2 separate regions of the Mus musculus genome follow, and region 1 is linked to region 2. Evidence: chromatin contacts called from public promoter capture Hi-C data. All regions are on one chromosome and are shown on one strand. The core of a region is the stretch at or near the end of the contact, and the rest is flanking DNA. Distances in the headings are between cores, read along the strand shown.

Region 1 (4,681 bases), core at 232-2,731, 1.8 Mb after region 2:
AGAGTACTTGCTATTGAAGAGGACCAGGGTTCTATTTCCAGCACCCACATGGTGGCTTATAACCATACATAACTCCAGTTCCAGGGATTCACACATCCCTTGCTGGCCTCCATGGGCACCAGGCACCATATGGTACATATATATGCACACAAAGGCAAAACACTCATAAAATACAACAAATAAATAAAAAAAACATACAAGTTATCACAGAATTGTATGCCAGATTGCTTTTAGTAAGAGAACCATGGAATCCATTTTTCCACCTGGTGGTTTTAGGGATCTAACCAAGAGCCTGTGTATGCCTGGCAAGTGCTCTATCTACTATTGAGTTTCATCTCCAGCAAATCAAGATCTTAACATAAATAGCACACTTCTTTGCATTCAAGGGATTGAATATTTGATTCAGTCTTTCTATTTTTTTTTTTTTAATGGATACACTCCTAGCTTAAAAAGCTTAGGCATGAATTCTTTATGGTGATTTCATCAGTTCTTATTTTTGTTTAACATTTCCAGAGTTTAACATACTTTCCAGGGCATGGATGTGTCCTTTAAAAGTCTGTAAGTTCCTACTTTGTGTGTGTGTGTTTGTGTGTGTGTCAAGATTGAATATATTGTCACCCTTCCTTGGCCTAGATGGCAATTACAAATTGTCATATAGGTTTTGGATGTTTTAGGTACAAAGGTTGCTAATTTCTGACCATTAGTTGAAATCTTCAGAAATTATGAGTAAGTGTACCATACCGTTACTTATGAAAATATTTTAAATAAAATATGTGAAAGTGTACTCAAGTTTTCTACATGTAATGCTCTAAAAATGTAGATATTGCAGTAGAAATATTTTCCCGTAAATATCAACTTAAAAATGTTCAGCATCCTTTTGAGGTCTGAATCCTCACCCTCTGAGTTTCTATGTTCCAGACATATTATTGTCTGCTGGATACCTCAGTGTTTGTGCCTGAGATTGCAGACTCAGAAATAGGAGGTTCCAGGTAGGGAGTGACAGTATGTAAGCGGCTTTTTACCATAAGGCTGAGAGTGAGAGACCGTCCACGAGGAGGTATTTTGGTGAGAGGAAAACCTACAATGTTAGGAATGCTGCTGGCCAGGCGGTTTATGGAGTGTGCTGAGCTGGGCTGAGGCTGGCGGTGCTTTGCGTATGACTAAGCACGTGAGGCGCCGAATCACAGTCCGGCCTCGGCCAGGGGGAGGCCGCACCTCCAGGCCTAGGCTTCAACCCAAACCGGAATAACCTGTTGCGGGTCCTCAGGCTCCGGGGGGTGGGGGAGACGCACAACGGCGTCCTTGCCACACAGGCCGGCGACCCCGCCCGCAAGCCGAGCGCCAAAGCGCTTGACAGGAGGGCAGTCACGTGACAGCCGCAAAGCGCCGCTTTGCGACCTCGATGACAGGCAAAATGTGCGACAGCCCAGGCGCCGGCCAACCAGGGGCGGAGGCGGCGGCCGGGGAGGAAGCGGAGGAGGCGGAGGCGGCTGTGGCGTTGGCCCGCCTGCTCCTTCTCTCGCTTTCCCCGCCCCCGTCGGGTTTGCCGTGGCTGGAGGGAGCCGGGCGCGCGCTGTCGCAACCTGTCCTCCTCCCAGGCGGCGACGGAAGGACCGGCCCGGCATCGAGACCAGCCTCCCCGTCCCGGCAGCTGCGGCGAGGGCTCCGCGGGGCGCAGGCGGGCTCAGGGCGGCTGAAGGTTACCGAGTGCATGAGCACCTAGTCTCCCGCGCTGCCCCGCCCGCCGGTCCGCCGGCCCTCCCGCCGGCTCGCCCGCCAGCCCTTCGCCACCCGGCGGCGGCCGCAGCTTCGGCCGCAGGAGGCGCCGTCTCGCTCCCAGGTGCGCGCTTCGTTCCCGGAGCCGCGGAGCTCGGCGGCCGCCATGGCGTCCAACATGGACCGGGAGATGATCCTTGCGGATTTTCAGGTGAAGTGTCTGGCTCTGCTCGCTTCCCACCTCCAACTTGGCGCCTCGGGGTGGTAGCGCGGTGGCCTCTTCCCAGCGTTTGTTTGAGCACCGCAGTGGTTGTAGTGTGGGCTTTTCTACCCTACGTGGCTCAGGATGTGTGTATATTGTGAACCTTGGGGAACATGTATTTCATATGTTCTCTCTCTCTCTGTGTTGAATGATATTTTTACGTTTGGGGATATAGTGATTTGGGGGTTACTATGTATGTGGGCTCTTTCTCAGTCTTATGAGGCATGTGTAGAATGTGGGTTAATTGTGGGGTGTTTGGGTTATTCCATGAGGGGACAGTGATGTGTGGTGTGGAGAGTGTGTTGCTATGGGTGTGGTGTATTGTATGAAGTGGAGAGTGAAAAGGTAGAGTGATGAGGAGGTGATGAGACTAGTCGGGCTTTGTGGTCCTTTTCAAAGAGGGGTAGGCAGTTGAGACGCTGGAGGCCTTATTGCAATCTGGAGGGTAGAAAATAAGGAGGCAGAGAGGCAGGATGTATCTCTGCAGTGAATTCACAAACTTAATAACCCGTCCACATTTGCAGATTCCTTTCCCTTACAGACTTCAATTGTTTGGTGTCCTTTAATTAATTAATTCAAAGTAAAGATTGTTCCCTTACCAAACCCTCCTGTAGTAATCCTGGCATGTAAGTATCCTAGGGAGGCCCTTTGAAAGGAGAGCTGTGTGCATCTGGAAAGACTTGCAGTTATTAACACTACACTGTGAATATTTTCTTTGCCCCTTGATATTTACTGAAAAAACACATTTTAGTGCCATACACATATTGTTTGGAATTATATTTTTCAAATAAAGGCAGATTTTCTCCCACACTGACTTTACTTCACAGTCTCTGTAGGTAGTACTACATTTTTACTTAGTGTTTTGGTGACCATTTTCCAAGATTTTGCTCTGTTTTTTTTTCTAGTAGTTATCTGGCACACTAGGAATATGCTTATATATACTTTTTGATTATACTGCAACATATAAACTAAAAAAGGATGCTTTTAAAAAGAAGAGTTGGCCATGGCATTTTGTAGGCTTTAGAATAGCCTGAGTTCTTTATCTTAGTGTCTCCCTATGTGCATCCCAGGGTGGCATCTAATTTAATATAGTCTTCCTACCCCAGCTTCTCACAGTACTGGGATTACAGGTGTGATTCACCATGTCCATTTCTTAGATGTAGTTTTTACCCAGTTTGTGTTTTGATGAGGACAGCAACAAATGGTGTAATTTATCCTAGTCCTAATGTGATTATAACTTTGTTTTAATTTTGTAAATTTTTAAAACCTCTAACAACTGTAGTTGATTTCTGTCTTTCTGTCAGTCACTATGCTTGTTATTATTATTTTTTTTTTGAGGCATAGTTTCAATATATATATATAGCTCAGGCCAGTCTTAATTGTTTCTTCAGTGTTGGGATTATAGGAGTGTATGCCACAATACCTGGGTCACTATTAATATTAGCTAAAGGACTTGTGCCCAGAGGCAGAGTAATATTTTTGAGGTACATCAAGACTTTGGTTTGGAAATCAAAATGACTATTTTTAATCACATTATTAAATTCCAATAACATTTTTTTCCCAGTCTTTCTTTCCCCGTTGAAAATGTCTTCCTTTTGCAGTAGCTGGAGATTGAACCCAGAGCTTTGTGCATGTTAGGCAAAAGCTCTACCACTGGTCTACATTTCCAGCCAAAGATTTCTCCTATTAGAATAGTATTGGAATGGTCTTATAGGCCATATTGTGCACACTGTTTATAACTGGAAAAAATTTTCTAATCGCATTTGGTGTGAACAGCCTTCATATACTAAAAAAGATATTTAGAAGACTGTGTCTCTGTACTTTAAACACATTAATCTTTTTTGTGTTTAGGAACCTGTGATCCTCTCACCAATTAAAACACTGCATCATTTTGTTTGTGTCTTTCTTTAAAAATTGATCATTGTGCCTGGCGTGGTGGCACACGCCTTTAATCCCAGCACTTGGGAGGCAGAGGCAGGCAGATTTCTGAGTTCGAGGCCAGCCTGGTCTACAATGTGAGTTCCAGGACAGCCAGGGCTACACAGAGAAACCCTGCCTCAAAAACAAAAAAACAAAAAAACAAAAAAAAAAATTGATCATTGTAATCTTTATTGTAGGTTTTTTTTTTGGTATTAATTTAAAAATAAGCAACTATTATAAGAAAATCAAGAAACTTATTGTAAAGATTATACCACAAGTCCTGGCATGCAGCTGTGGGAAATGTAGCTCAGTGGTAAAGCACTGTCTAGTTTAGCATATGTAAGGCCCTGGGTTTGATATGTAGTATTACATTCATACACACAAAAATGCATGTATGCCCATATATACATACACACAAACATAAGACATGACATGTAGATTCTTAGTTATTACTTGTTTAGCTGAGTACCTTCCCAAAAATGAATGTAGTAAAATTATGTTTATTTTATGTGCTTTTGAGAATTAGTAATGATATGAGAGCTTAGCATGCTCTTAGAAAGGACACAATTTGTTTTTGAGACAGTGTTGTAAATATTATAAGGGGGTTTCTGCAACCCCTTAGATCATTTAGCTCCCAAATAAAAGACACAAAATTTTTATAATAAGTATTATAATAAACCTCTATATTTATAATAAACTTTATAATAAAAGCACCAGCATTGGACAGATATCAACCCTCTATGCTATTTTGCCTACTTTGCTATCTATAACCCCGAGATACCA
Region 2 (4,697 bases), core at 862-3,361:
AGATTAAAGGTGTGTACCACCATGCCTGGATCTAAGACTTGCTTTGTCGCAGATGACCTTGAACTCAGATCTCCTTGCCTTAATCTCCTGGGATTCATAGCCACTATGCCTCATGATCTCCATGCCAAGACCAGGTCGGAAACTTGTATCTCCCAGCCTCAAGATCAGGACCATAGGTGAGCCTTCCAATTCTGGATTGTAATTCATTTTGAATATAGTCAAGTTGACAACCAGGAATAGCCATTACACCTACCCTTTATGTTAAGGTATTTCACTTCAAATCCACTCATTTTCCAGTTTGCAGCCACTACCTACACATGGGTCATCACCACCACAGTACTACCTTCATGGATTTCCTTAACGACTACCTATCTCCATAACAATTGCACTTCTGGCCTTCCTATTTTCCAGTCGGCTTACATGACAACCAAAGTGATCTTTCTAAAGTGCAGTAGGAGCCAGGCAAGGTGGTGGCACACGCCTTTAATACCAGGACTCCTCTAGAGTCCTGCAAAGGCAGGTGGATATCTGTACCCCAGCCCAGTCTGGCCAATATAGTGAGTTTCAGGCCAGCCAGGGCTACACAGCCAGACCCTGTCTCAGAGAACAAGAAACAAACCAGTGGCAGGGCAGAGAGTGGTGAGACGACATCTCTGGTAACGATGTGTGTCAATTCTTTTTTTTTGAGACAGGGTTTCTCTGGCTGTCCTGGATCTCACTCGGTAGACCAGGTTGCCCTCGAACTCAGAAATCCGCCTGCCTCTGCCTCCTGAGTGCTGGGATTAAAGGCATGTGCCACCACACCTGTCGTGTGTCAATCTTCTATGACTAGAATTTACCGTATTTCACCTACTTGACCTTAAAATTCCCGCACCAGAAATTTGACCTTTCACAGAGGTCAACTTTGGCTCTTGAAAATGAACCTCTTGGGTAGTGGTCTCCACATTTGACCCACCTCGTTTTTGTTTCAGTTTGTGTGTGTGTATCTTACTTGGTAGTCCTGACTGGCCTGGAACTCACTATGCAAAGAGCAGTCTAGGCTTAAACTCACAGAGGTCTACTCCACTCTGCCTCTGAAGTGCTGGGATCAAAGGCATTGGCCACCATGCCCAGTTCTCACCTGGGTATTTTTTTAGAGGCTTCAGTGAAACTGGATTCTGTCAGCATGTGGCTAGGGCTGAGAATCGCTGCTAAATAAGATGACCAGTAGGAGCCGGGCGGTGGTGGCGCACACCTTTAATCCCAGCACTTGGCAGAGGCAGGTGGATTTCTGAGTTTGAGGCCAGCCTGGTCTACAGAGTCAGTTCCAGGACAGCCGGGGCTACACAGAGAAACCCTGTCTCGAAAAACAAAACAAAACAAGACAAAAAAGCCTAGTAGGGATCCAACATTCATTTAACCGACCCACAACACCTATCTAGACATGTTAGCTTGAAAGGGAAGAATGAAAGGCAACTCGTTCATGAGTGGTGACCCTCGTGAGGATGAGGTAGGAGGGTTTGTGGTTTCAGGTCAGTCTGGATCAGGTAGCAGTACTCTGCCTACACGTAAAATAAAGAAATAGCAGAAAGGGATGTTAGCTAAATGCAGGCAAGTTTCAGGCAACATTGTGGAATGGGAAAGGAGTCATTCTTAAAAGACAGCTAAGTAAAGCCAACTTTATTTTTCGGGACAGGGTCTTAGTATGCAGCCACTGGTCTCAAACTCTCATTACGCTCTTTAGACATTTACTACTAATCTCCCGCCTCAGAGCCACCTCCTGATCTACACACTGGGGAGTGGAAGAAGGCGGGGGATGGGGGTGGCAGCGTACTCATAGATGAGCAAATCATTTTGCCTCCTTTTACTGTGGAAACCCATCTAGGTTCAGAGTGTGAATAACCTCGTTCGACTCACTTGTCTCTTTAAATTGAGGTTGCGCCTGACAGGACTCTAGCGCTCAGTGTTGGGCTGAAACCCAGATGCAGTTCTCGGATCCCAAGATCTTCCAGAACTCTCGATATACAACCAAGGGGGCGTGGCGATCTTGACCCAGCGTCTAGGGGAGGGGGCGTGGTAATCTCGTTCCCGCCTCCGGAGAGTGAGAAACTCTTAGTGTCGCGGTGGCAGACGTCATTTCCGCGCGCCACCATTACGCCAGTATAAGACGTAGACCGCAGGCCGTGGTAGTGTCATCCGTTCCTAAAGTTCCGTCCTCCTTGTCCCTTGCGAGGCATGGAGAGTGACTTTTACCTGCGTTACTACGTGGGCCACAAAGGCAAGTTCGGTCATGAGTTCCTGGAGTTTGAATTCCGACCTGACGGTAAGAGCGGCCTCCCGGCTGCGGGCAGTGGGACCGGCCCCGGGGAGGGCGGAGAGAAGGCGGGCTGCGGAATGTGGCGAAGCGAAGCAAGGGACGCCGACCACCGTGCTGTTGGGTCGTGAAAGAGGCATTCTTTTGTCGGCTTCATTGGTTCTTTCTCTTCATCCGCTGGCGATTCTCCTTCGTAGCTTTTTAAAAAGCCAGGTTGCTTACATTCAACAAAGATTTAATGTCCATCTGAGAATGGGCTGTTTGTTTTCCAGTCTGGGGACAGAGCAACAAAAATAAATTTTCCCCTCTCGTGGAACATGTGTTTCAGAGCCGGAAGAAACCACAGCGATCTCTTGTAGTGTGGAGTGATCAAAAAGTAAGGTCGCTTTTAAAGAGCAGTCTGAGGAGTGTGAATTTGAATTAAGCCGTAATTGAAAAGGGATCAATTTTTGAAGTACAGGAAGAAAAGCATCTACAGGAGTAGCAAGTGTCATAGGACCTCAAAGAGCCAGACATATCCAGGTGGTCACTGGGGTGACTGAGAGACAGTAGTAGGGGGTGATGTTAGTCAAGAGCCTCGCTATACAGGTGTTTGTAGTGCTTGCTTGCATACAGCTTCCTTAGTTTTCAAAGTCCTTTCCCAACCCAGTTGAACATCAGCATGTTCTTCTCTGTGCAGCTAAGATAGCATTAAAATTCCTGTTTACAGCTGAGAACGTGTTCTTTTGCTACATCATGGCAGCCTTTTCCCGGGACTCTAGTTTACTGTCAGGTCCTTCTTCTGTTGTTCAGTAGTTTCAAGTGAAGTACCAAAAACACTACTATCACAGCTGGGAAATGGGTTGAAACATTCGATATAATTTAGGCAAAGCTCATATTCTTTGGAGGGTAATGGTGCTTTGTTCATGTTTTCTAATACGTTGCATTCTTTTTTTTTTTTCTTTTTTCTTCCGAAGGTAAATTGCGATACGCCAACAACAGCAATTACAAAAATGACGTCATGATCAGGAAAGAGGTACAGACCTTTCCTTCACTACGACTTAGCCTTTGGTTTCCCATTGCTTATGTTCTCTCTGGTAATGAAAGATGAAGTGTAGGAAGCGAGCACTTATTTCTAAGCAGCTAGATTATTTCTCTGATTCACTCCCCCCCCCCCCCCAGTGCTGAATCAAAAGCTAGTAAGTGTTTGAAATCTGTGTGTCTTGGTTTGTACCCTCGGTGTGCCCCATACTGACCATGTGACCTCAAAACAAGTTCTCTGGCTGAACTTGGTCTCTGTGTTTTCATCTGTAAAACAAAGGATAAGAAAACCTACCTGTGACTCCCAAATGTTATCATAGAATTAAATATATTAGTCCCTAGTACATAGACTATGAAGACAGCATTGACTTTGCTTCTGAAGAGGAAACGGATCAGGGGAAAGTCTCAACCTCGAATTACGCTCTTTAGAGCTAAACCATAGACATTTACTACTACTCTCCCACCTCAGAGCCCCCTCCTGATCCACACACTGGGGAGTGGAAGAAGGCGGGGGATGGGGGTGGCAGCGTACTCATAGATGAGCAAATCATTTTGCCTCCTTTTACTGTGGAAACCCATCTAGGTTCAGAGTGTGAATAACCTCGTTCAAACAATATGTTGTTTAATCCTGATTATAAAAAGCCCATGTGACAAAGTATTCTGCCATACTTTCAATCAGGAAAATCATGGCCTAGATATTAAATCTGAGGATAGTTACTCTTGCTTGTAAGAGATAATGATAGGCATTTGGGCATATCTGAATCTCAGTAAAGGTCATGTGTTCCATTCTGCTGGGATTTCTACTATATCATTAAGGATATGACAGTATGTCTTCATACAATTTAGCAGTTAATTTTATGCCGAATCAGCATCATATCTTTTTCTCTTTGTTTGGTTTGGGTTGTTTGTTTGCATGACCTAGTGCTCCTCAGAAGCAGTTGGTAGAGTGCTTGTCTTCATGAGGCCCTGGGCTTCATCCTTAGCATCACAGAAACTGATCATGGTAGCCATGTTTATATGTCAGCACTGGGGAGGTGAAAGCAAGAAGCTCAGAAGTTTAAGATCACCAAGGCCAGGCTGCGAGGCATGAAACCTTGTCTGTAAGCAGCAGGGTGTATCAGTTGTCTGTTACCACTATAACAATATATCTGACAGAGGCTATTGCCGGATTATTGTCAGGAATGATACAGACCTGCAATTCCATGACTTTGTAGTTGAAGGCATGGGGATTAGAAATTCAAGTTGGACTCAGTAATGGTGGTGGTGATGGTATAAGACTTTTATCACTCGGGAGGCAGAATGAGACGAATCTCTGAGTTTGACGACAGCCTGATATACAGAGCAAGTTCCAGGTCTGTACAGAGAAACTCTGCCTGAAAAAGCC

The links. Capture Hi-C pulls out chosen DNA fragments and counts their contacts.
Region 1: a promoter capture Hi-C map of liver shows a contact between it and region 2, with 5 times the contacts expected there. The contact joins the promoter of Faf1 here to the promoter of Magoh in region 2. A contact is called at or near these places in 1 of 39 promoter capture datasets (pre-B cells), 3 of 484 Hi-C or Micro-C datasets (CD4 T cells, CD8 T cells and regulatory T cells) and 2 of 9 other capture datasets (adipose tissue and liver).

What each region holds. Positions count from the first base shown.
Region 1 is chr4:109,675,146-109,679,826 of GRCm38.p6, forward strand. Faf1 (Fas-associated factor 1) reads left to right here and starts at 1,482. Exons shown (of 19, transcript NM_007983.2): 1 at 1,482-1,927. The coding sequence starts at 1,883.
Region 2 is chr4:107,877,644-107,882,340 of GRCm38.p6, forward strand. It overlaps Magoh (mago homolog, exon junction complex core component), which reads left to right and starts at 2,112. Exons shown (of 5, transcript NM_001282737.1): 1 at 2,112-2,302; 2 at 3,250-3,308. The coding sequence starts at 2,215.